2 separate regions of the Mus musculus genome follow, and region 2 is linked to region 1. The links are chromatin contacts, called in public HiChIP or PLAC-seq maps. All regions are on one chromosome and are shown on one strand. The core of a region is the stretch at or near the end of the contact, and the rest is flanking DNA. Distances in the headings are between cores, read along the strand shown. Region 1 holds the start of Pou5f1 (POU domain, class 5, transcription factor 1). Region 2 overlaps Gm41577 (a long non-coding RNA gene).

What was found. HiChIP or PLAC-seq counts read pairs in DNA pulled down with a chosen protein or histone mark.
Region 2: an H3K27ac HiChIP or PLAC-seq map of embryonic stem cells shows a contact between it and region 1, with 12 read pairs. The contact joins the enhancer-like site here to the promoter of Pou5f1 in region 1. A contact is called at or near these places in 6 of 39 promoter capture datasets (the HPC-7 cell line, cranial neural crest, frontonasal cranial neural crest and 3 more), 1 of 15 datasets of contacts at CTCF or cohesin (embryonic stem cells), 5 of 484 Hi-C or Micro-C datasets (the N1E-115 cell line, cerebellar granule neurons, cortical neurons and 1 more), 6 of 115 datasets of contacts at active chromatin or transcription factors (embryonic stem cells, memory CD8 T cells and pancreatic cancer cells) and 3 of 9 other capture datasets (adipose tissue, liver and pancreatic islet).

What each region holds. Positions count from the first base shown.
Region 1 is chr17:35,502,693-35,507,498 of GRCm38.p6, forward strand. It overlaps Pou5f1 (POU domain, class 5, transcription factor 1), which reads left to right and starts at 3,340. Exons shown (of 5, transcript NM_013633.3): 1 at 3,340-3,791. The coding sequence starts at 3,408. It overlaps Gm32362 (a long non-coding RNA gene), which reads right to left and starts at 3,045. Exons shown (of 3, transcript XR_385564.3): 1 at 2,734-3,045; 2 at 294-392. RefSeq lists promoters at 1-3,410, 1,459-3,359, 3,117-3,386 and enhancers at 1-2,122, 1,287-1,395, 2,117-3,125, 2,207-2,449.
Region 2 is chr17:35,590,820-35,595,396 of GRCm38.p6, forward strand. All of the region lies in intron 2 of Gm41577 (a long non-coding RNA gene), which reads left to right. Among named protein-coding and RNA genes, the nearest start is that of Gm41577, 4.5 kb to the left of the region's middle. Within about 2 kb of position 3,147, at least 8 of the 459 cell types and tissues checked have an H3K27ac peak or open chromatin away from gene starts, as enhancers often do. A contact at or near this core is called in embryonic stem cells, where this site is marked.

The DNA.
Region 1 (4,806 bases), core at 2,090-4,589:
TTGTGTTTAAGGCTGGCCTTAAATTCTCTTTAAAAGAAAATCATGTGTATATATGTGTGTCCATGTAACTGCAGATGACCACAGCAGCCAAGAGATTTCTGTTCTCCTAGCTGTAAACCACCCAATATGGGTGCTAGGAACAGAATTTTAAAAGGGTCCTCTGAAAGAGCAATGTACACTCAAATGCTGAGTTCTTTCCCAGCCCCTAGCCTTGGACCTTTGTTCTTATCACTTCCAACGCCCAAGGGCAGGCATTATAGGTGTGGCATTCCGCATCTGGCTTCCCAGGATACCTTTTCATGCTGGTGGACCATCTCTGGCTGGGGACGTGTGGGCTTCTCTGCTGTCTTTGGTTCTCCAGACAGAACTCCGAGACAGATCTTGACTTGGTTCTAAAATACAGGTGGTTTGTGGCAAGTTAACGAATTTTAGCTCAAATTTGGGGTATTTAAGATACCATGGTGACTCTTTTTTGTTTGTTTTTCTTTCTTTCTTTTTTTTTTTTAAAAAGATTTATTTATTATTGTACGTAAGTACTTCAGACACCAGAAGAGGGTGACAGATTTTTTTTTTTTTTCGAGACAGGATTTCTCTGTGAAGCCCTGGCTGTCCTGGAACTCACTCTGTAGACCAGGCTGGCCTGGAACTCAGAAATCCACCTGCCTCTGCCTCCCAAGTGCTGGGATTAAAGCCATGAGTTGGGACCGCACCCGGCCCAAAGTGACTCTTAAAGGGGGCAGAGTGGCACATATTTTCAATCCTAGCACTCAGGAAGCAAAGGCTGGTGGATCTCTGTGAGTTCAAGGCCAGCCTGGTCTACAGAGTGAGTTCCAAGCCATCTAAGGCTATGTAGGGAACCCTTGAATCAAACCCAAAAGTTAGTCTGATGATTTTCTAAGACCCAGGAGGCAAGAAACTGGATCAGATGAGCCAACAGGTCTGCTGTCCCATCTCCAGGGCCACCAGGCTCACAGCTCGGGACCAGGCTAGGGCACATCTGTTTCAAGCTAGTTCTAAGAAGACTTGGGACTTCAGACAAAGTTGCTGTTAAGGACTGTATTATACTCTAGGCACGCTTAGGGCTAACCTGGTTGCAAAGCCAGTCACTAGGCAGTTAAAGGACTCAGAATATGTCTCTTGTCCTGGCCAGTGAGTCACCAAAAGAGAAATCACAATCCATAAGACAAGGTTGGTATTGAATACAGACAGGACTGCTGGGCTGCAGGCATACTTGAACTGTGGTGGAGAGTGCTGTCTAGGCCTTAGAGGCTGGCCCTGGGAGGAACTGGGTGTGGGGAGGTTGTAGCCCGACCCTGCCCCTCCCCCCAGGGAGGTTGAGAGTTCTGGGCAGACGGCAGATGCATAACAAAGGTGCATGATAGCTCTGCCCTGGGGGCAGAGAAGATGGTTGGGGAGGGGTCCCTCTCGTCCTAGCCCTTCCTTAATCTGCTATTGAGGAAGCTTTGTGAACTTGGCGGCTTCCAAGTCGCTGCCTTTATTTAGGTCTTCCAACTAACCTATGGCACTGTTCCACAATGAATGTATAGAAATTGGGAGGTGAGCATGACAGAGTGGAGGAAACGGAAGATTCATGGAGAGGGCCAGAGAGATGGCCCCTCAGCCACCCTGGGGGATGACTTGGACCCATGTGGTAGAAGGAGGGGACTTCCACACATGTGCTATGTGTAGCTGTGTGTAGGTACATACACACCCTTAAAATAAAACGCAATTTTTTTTTCAAAGTCTCAGGGTGAATTTGGTGAAGTCGATGAAGCTGAGGCAGGAGAATTATCAGGAGTTCAAGGGCAGCTTGTTTTATAGAGAAAGGTTCCATCTCTACCTGATGAAGACTACCATCAAGAGACACCCCCGCCCCCCAGGGCACCTAGAGCCACTGACCCTAGCCAACAGCTCAGGCGGGCTGGGCCCAGGCTCAGAACTCTGTCCTGGCTATGTACACTGTGGGGTGCTCTGGGCTTTTTGAGGCTGTGTGATTCACCCTGGGGCCTTCGTTCAGAGCATGGTGTAGGAGCAGACAGACAAACACCATCCCTTGCAGACAGGCACTCTGAGGGCTATTCTCTTGCAAAGATAACTAAGCACCAGGCCAGTAATGGGATCCTCAGACTGGGCCCAGAAAACCACTCTAGGGAAGTTCAGGGTAGGCTCTCTGCACCCCCTCCTCCTAATCCCGTCTCCTTAGTGTCTTTCCGCCAGCACAGGAATGGGGGAGGGGTGGGTGACGAGGATGAACACCGGAGTCCCTGGAGGAAGGGAAGCAGGGTATCTCCATCTGAGGCTCTGTCTTTGAGGAGAGGTGGAGAGCTGGGGAAGTCTTGTGTGAGGGGATTGGGGCTCAGGAGGGGGTTGGGGAGCAGGAAGTTGTCCCCAGGGGAGCCATCCTGGCCCATTCAAGGGTTGAGTACTTGTTTAGGGTTAGAGCTGCCCCCTCTGGGGACCAGGATTGTCCAGCCAAGGCCATTGTCCTGCCCCCTTCCCCCAGTCCCTCCCAGGCCCCTTTGAACCTGAAGTCAGATATTTCTTCTCTCTACCCACCTCCCACCCGTTGGGTTTCTCCACCCAGGAACTAGGCTGGAAGCCTGGGATGAGGAGGTGGGGGGAGGGAGAACTGAGAATCTTGAGGAAAGAGGCCCCGGCCTTAACTGTGAGGGGATGGAGCCTGGGTGCAGGTCTTATGGGGGTTGGGGGGTGGTTAGTGTCTAATCTACCAACCTGGACAACACAAGATGGAATACTGTGCTCTGAAAACGCAGAGCCAGCACTTCTCTGGGGTCTCTGGGGACATATCTGGTTGGGGCTCGGGGTCCCATGGTGTAGAGCCTCTAAACTCTGGAGGACTGGAGGTGCAATGGCTGTCTTGTCCTGGCCTTGGACATGGGCTGAAATACTGGGTTCACCCATATCTAGGACTCTAGACGGGTGGGTAAGCAAGAACTGAGGAGTGGCCCCAGAAATAATTGGCACACGAACATTCAATGGATGTTTTAGGCTCTCCAGAGGATGGCTGAGTGGGCTGTAAGGACAGGCCGAGAGGGTGCAGTGCCAACAGGCTTTGTGGTGCGATGGGGCATCCGAGCAACTGGTTTGTGAGGTGTCCGGTGACCCAAGGCAGGGGTGAGAGGACCTTGAAGGTTGAAAATGAAGGCCTCCTGGGGTCCCGTCCTAAGGGTTGTCCTGTCCAGACGTCCCCAACCTCCGTCTGGAAGACACAGGCAGATAGCGCTCGCCTCAGTTTCTCCCACCCCCACAGCTCTGCTCCTCCACCCACCCAGGGGGCGGGGCCAGAGGTCAAGGCTAGAGGGTGGGATTGGGGAGGGAGAGGTGAAACCGTCCCTAGGTGAGCCGTCTTTCCACCAGGCCCCCGGCTCGGGGTGCCCACCTTCCCCATGGCTGGACACCTGGCTTCAGACTTCGCCTTCTCACCCCCACCAGGTGGGGGTGATGGGTCAGCAGGGCTGGAGCCGGGCTGGGTGGATCCTCGAACCTGGCTAAGCTTCCAAGGGCCTCCAGGTGGGCCTGGAATCGGACCAGGCTCAGAGGTATTGGGGATCTCCCCATGTCCGCCCGCATACGAGTTCTGCGGAGGGATGGCATACTGTGGACCTCAGGTTGGACTGGGCCTAGTCCCCCAAGTTGGCGTGGAGACTTTGCAGCCTGAGGGCCAGGCAGGAGCACGAGTGGAAAGCAACTCAGAGGGAACCTCCTCTGAGCCCTGTGCCGACCGCCCCAATGCCGTGAAGTTGGAGAAGGTGGAACCAACTCCCGAGGAGGTAAGTGAAGGGACTTGGCTGGGCTGGCAGAGGCAGCAGTGAAGGGAATTGGGAACATGTAGGGTAGCCACCCTGCCTGCCAAAGGTGGTGATGGCTGCCGGGCCTCCTGAGAAGCACGACGCAGTGTGGACTAGAACCCAGAATTGCAAGAATCAGAAACCGGCCTGGATTGTTTCGGCCTGGCCCTTGTCATGTAGGTCACCTAGGCCTGGCCTGTGTCCCGACACTTGCTTCATGCCATCACTGTCTGTACACCAGTGATGCGTGAAAATCAGCCCCCCCCCAAAAAAAAAAACATATCAGCCCCTCTGGGGACTTGGATCACAGTCGGACCCAGGAACTTGGCCTTAAGGTTAGGCATGGCTGGGGGGGTAAAAAATGGTGCTTATCCTGGAGTTATTGTTACTGAAGAGGTTGGGTGTGACTGGCTGCTGATAGGAGCTCTTGTTTGGGCCATGTGTGGAGTAGGGCTCACCTTCAGTCAAGTTTACGGCCTGTCTACTTTAGCCTCAGACTCCATGAGTCACCTTTACACGAGCAGACCCTTGTAGTGCCTGAGGTGCAGATCTGATCGATTTCAGCCTTTCTACCTTTCCTTGTAAACAAGAAAGGGACACCCTTGGGTAGGGGAGTTTTATCTCCAGGCCATCTTAAGATCATTCTGTGAGTGCACGGGCCTTGCTTAGTGTCTGATGGCCTACAGCCAGCACTCTGGAGCAAGTGTAAGCAATTAGCCTTAAGAACAAGGTGCGAGTGGATACCGATGCCCGCCGGGAGTTCCGACAGCTTAGCGATTGTTGTAGCAGGAGTCCCCTCCCTAAGTGCCAGTTTCTGTGTTATCTCAGGTCCTGTATGCCGCCGGGAGTCCCCTAGGAAGGCATTAATAGTTTATCTCACATCTTAAATGGCCCTTAATGAAGCAAGAGATTTGAACCTTAGTTAAGCTAATCCCAAATCCTCAAAATAGGATTTAGAAAAGCCAAAGACACTGCTGAGGGCGATTACAAGTTTTGG
Region 2 (4,577 bases), core at 1,897-4,396, 88 kb after region 1:
TAGTGGATGTGTGCTCTGCCTACATGTCGTCAAGCACGGTTGAGAAGGGAGCTGGGGTGTGACAGGGATCTTAGGGACTTCAATGCATGCCAACTTCCCGAGTTCCGTTCTTGAAAATAATAAATCAACTAACTCTTAGGAGAGACGCTAATCCCTGGGCCACTACCCAGTTTTGCCACTAGGGGGCTCATGAGCACGCTTCGTCTAGGGTTTGCAGGCGGGCAGTCTTGATTGCTTCTGGAGGCCTTCCTTGGTTGCCATGGATACTGTTTCCATAGTTGTTTGACTGTTGTGGCTTGTTTTCTCCCATTATTTATTTTTGCATGCTGAGCATATATTCAGACCATGTCATCCATTCTCTGGGCTAAGCATGTCTGTTCTACTCAGTTCAGGATGCATCGTGATGGTGTGTGTCAGCTGAGCCCACCCAGACTTGGTTCCACTCCTTTACCTTCCGTTTTCACCAACCCGGAAGCTTCTAGAACTAGCTGCTCTTTAATTTGTTTGCAGCTCTGTGGTGCTGCCATTCATGTAACAGAGAGCAGCAGCAGGCTGCTCATCACCCGGAGTGAATACTAATGGTAACCGGAAAGAACCGGTCTATTGTCCGGTTGACAGTAGCTCCTAGTGGGATGCTCCAGTGACTTTTTAATGGTTCACATTTTTTGGCAACTTCTCTAGATTTCTAATACTGTTCAGGAGCCTGGAAAGATGCCTCAGTGGTTTTGGACACTTCTTTTTTTTTTTTTTAGACAGGGTTTCTCTGTGTAGCTCTGGCTGTCCTGGAACTCACTTTGTAGACCAGGCTGGCCTTGAACTCAGAGATCCGCCTGCCTCTGCCTCCCAAGTGCTGGGATTAAAGGAGTGCGCCACCACTGCCTGACACTTCTTGCTCTAGCAGAGGATGCAGGCAGTGAACAAATATATTTACGGAAACTCAAGTCTACCTCCTGGCTGGCTCCACTGAGGTGTAAGAGACCGAAGGGGTGTCTGTGCCAGATAAACGGTAGGGAAAGTCCTGACTGCAGCTGTGTTTACAAAGGTGTCAAAGATACTTTATAAGGAAGGTGTCGCAGCATCCTCGTGCGGTGGATGCGGGCTGATTGGAATGTGCGCCGGTAGCCGAGATGTGTTTGTAAGAGTGACTCACCTAAGCGGTTATTTCTCTGGGGTGAGCATGTCTGTTCTACTCAGTTCAGGATGCATCGTGATGGTGTGTGTCAGCTGAGCCCACCCAGACTTGGTTCCACTCCTTAATCACACAGCGAGGCTATTAGATGGGGTGGGCTGGACGCATGCGCAAAAGGTGAGGCATGAAACAGGTATGGGTTAACTACCCTTGAGTTTTGTACATGAATGAACTAGCAACTGTGGTTGGAAGCTAACTGCCAATCTTTGTCGCTCTAGTGAGCCCCTGTGAAAGGTCAGGGGCTCAGGGGGGGTTATCAAGGTGTGTTCTTTATTTTTTCCTCTCTGGAGCCGCAGCGACTTCTACAGACACCACACAGACAGAGCAGCGCCCCGCCATCACAGAGAGTGTAAGGGAGATTGGGAAAAGATGTTTTTCAGGCAGGCACAATGCCACCTCACACAGAATTCAGCCTCTTCAAGTATGAAAGAGAGGCCGGGACTCAACTCTCTCGTTTGCTTTGCCCTCATCGATAGTCCTTAAAAGCCCCGTAATATGAGCATTTTCCTGTTCCCACTGAGAAATGCAAAACCCGAGCGAAGCTAATAGGAGTCCTTGCATTTGCCCTTATAGGACTCACAATTTAAATAGTGATGCCAGCAAGGTAGCGCGGTAGGTAAAGGTGCCAAACCTGATGAGCTGAGATTCATTCTGGAGCCCACGGGGTAGAGAGAGAACCACCCCACAGACTGTCCTCTGAACTCCACATAGTCACTGCGTGCACACAAAGTTAAAGATTTTATTAACTTTAAAAGATTTATGATTTTTTTTTTTTTTTTTTTTTTTTTGGTTTTTCGAGACAGGGTTTCTCTGTATAGCCCTGGCTGTCTTGGAACTCACTTTGTAGACCAGGCTGGCCTCGAACTCAGAAATCCACCTGCCTCTGCCTCCCAAGTGCTGGGATTAAAGGCGTGCGCCACCACGCCCGGCCCTAAGATTTACGATTTTATGTGCATGAGTGCTTCACTTACATGTATGTCTATGTACCACCTGTGTGTCCAGTGCCTGCAGAGGCAGGGCTGGAGTTATAGACAACTGTGAGCTATCACCTAGTTGCTGGGAACATAGTCTGGGTCCTTTGCAAGGGCAACAAGTGTTGAGCCATCTCGCTAGCCTCCACATAAATTTTAAAGTATGATAGGAGGAAGGAGGAAAAGAGAGAGAGAAAAAAATAGATTAGTGGGTGCGAAGTTACAGTTAGGAAAAAGAAACCCTTTGAACTATTACACAGTAAGGTGAATATATGTGTGTGTGTGTGTGTGTATTTGTGTATATACTATATATTTATATATTGTATACATTGTATATATAGTATATACATTGTATATAGATTATATGTTGTACATATACAATATAATGTATATTCATATACAAATATACACATGTATACATATATAAGACATCATTGTTCTCTCTAATATAGATATTTATATTGATTATAAATATAAAATATATATTTATACATGTATTGTATATATTTTTAAAATTTATTGTGTATGACTATTTCACTGGCTTTATGTATGTGCAGCATGTGTATGCATTGCTCATGGAAGTCAGAATAGAGTGCTGTATCCTCTGAAACTGGCGTTAAAGATGGTCGTTGCAGATTATTGGATTATGGTTCATAGAAAACCTAATTGTTAGTAAAATATACAAGCTTAGAAAGATCCTGAATTTCTGAGTTCGAGGGCAGCCTGGTCTACTGAGTGAGTTCCAGGACAGCCAGGGCTACACAGAGAAACCCTGTCTCGAAAAAAACAAAAAAAGAAAGAAAAGAAAAGAAAAGAAAAGAAAGGAAAGGAAAGGAAAGGAAAGGAAAGGAAAGGAAAGGAAAGGAAAGGAAAGGAAAGGAAAGGAAAGATCCTGAAGTTTGGGTGTGCCTCTAAAGGCTTGATAAATAAGAATCGAAAGTTCCTGTCTATTTTAAGGCAAATTGCTTGGGAGTGGTCTTGTGGTTACTAGGGTGAAATGGTTCAGCCTCTATAGACTTGGATTGGAGCCCCACCCCATGACGGTGACATGGTCAAGTGTGTAGGGGAGGAGCTAGAGATTTCTTTATAGCAGCTGGACTTTTGAGGGCGCTCTTCTGGGGCACTCTCTTTGGGGTCTCTTGTGTTTGGCTTAGAAGAGCTTCATGGAGGAAGCCTCAGGTTAGCGATAGGGATTCTCCAGGTTAGCGATAGGGATTTTCTCGCTGGGCTTGCAGAGAAGCAGCTGGCAGGACACAGATAAAACAGGATTTGAGGGAAGAGACCTAAGGAGCCCTTGTGAATTTGGAGGAGCTCAAAATAAAGATAGATTAGTGTGGTGTGGTAGGATAAAAAGAGATTTCTAAAGAGCTAGCAGTTTAGTTGTAGAATCAGGCTTGTAAAGAGATTATTTTGTAAATAGTTTTAAAAAAAGGTTGCCTTGGTAAGCTAGCAGGTTTTTACCATAGCTCCTGCCCCACATGCTTTTATTGGTATAAATATTAGTTCATTTTAAAAGGATAAAATTCTAGCCACCAGGTATGCGCCAGGAATGGAACCCGGATCCTCTGCAAGAGACTTCAGTCCTGGATTCACAGAGGTGAAGGTGTTCTTGTAGTCAGAGGTCGTCCCTAACTTATGCTTCCTCCTCTTGTGGGATGGCTCAGATTAGACCCATCTCCTGAAATCAGGGCCGCTCTTTGTTGTAGAGCAACGTCCCCAGAACAAACCAGCAACCATCTTCAACCAATCAACACACCCTACTGGTGGGTCTCTGTGAGTTCGAGGCCAGCCTGGTTTACAGAGCTAGTTCTAAGCACAGCCAGGGCTGCACAGAGAAACCCTGTCTCAAAAAACAAAATAAAAATTTAACGTTTTGGGATATAGGGGTGTAGTTGTACCTCTTATTTTCCATACCGTGCACCTTTGTTTTGTGTTGTCTATGAAAGATGAGGAGGGCCTGGTGTTTGGGAGCCATCCATGCCCTGCATTAGTTCTGGTTTGGAGGCTGAGGAGCTGGAGAAAGTGACCATCCCGCACTGGGAGGGTCAGCACCTCAGGATCCAGGAGGAGACATCACACATCCTTGAGGAAGTTTCTAGGTTTGGTTAAAATAGAAGTGGAAAGACCCACCTTAAATGCGGGTGGTATGATCCCGAGAGCAGAGATCCTGAAGTGAATAAAGAAGGGAAATGGAGGGCTGGAGGGGCAGGCTCAGCGGTTATAAGCACTTGCTGCTCTTGTAGAGGACTTGGGTCTGTTCCTAGCACCCACATGGTGGCTCACGGTCATCCATAACTCCAGTTCCAGGAGATCTGATACCCTCTTCTAGACTCCGAGGGTACTAGGTAGACAGCACACGCGTGAACACACACACACACACACACACACACACAGAGAGAGAGAGAAAGAGAGAGAGA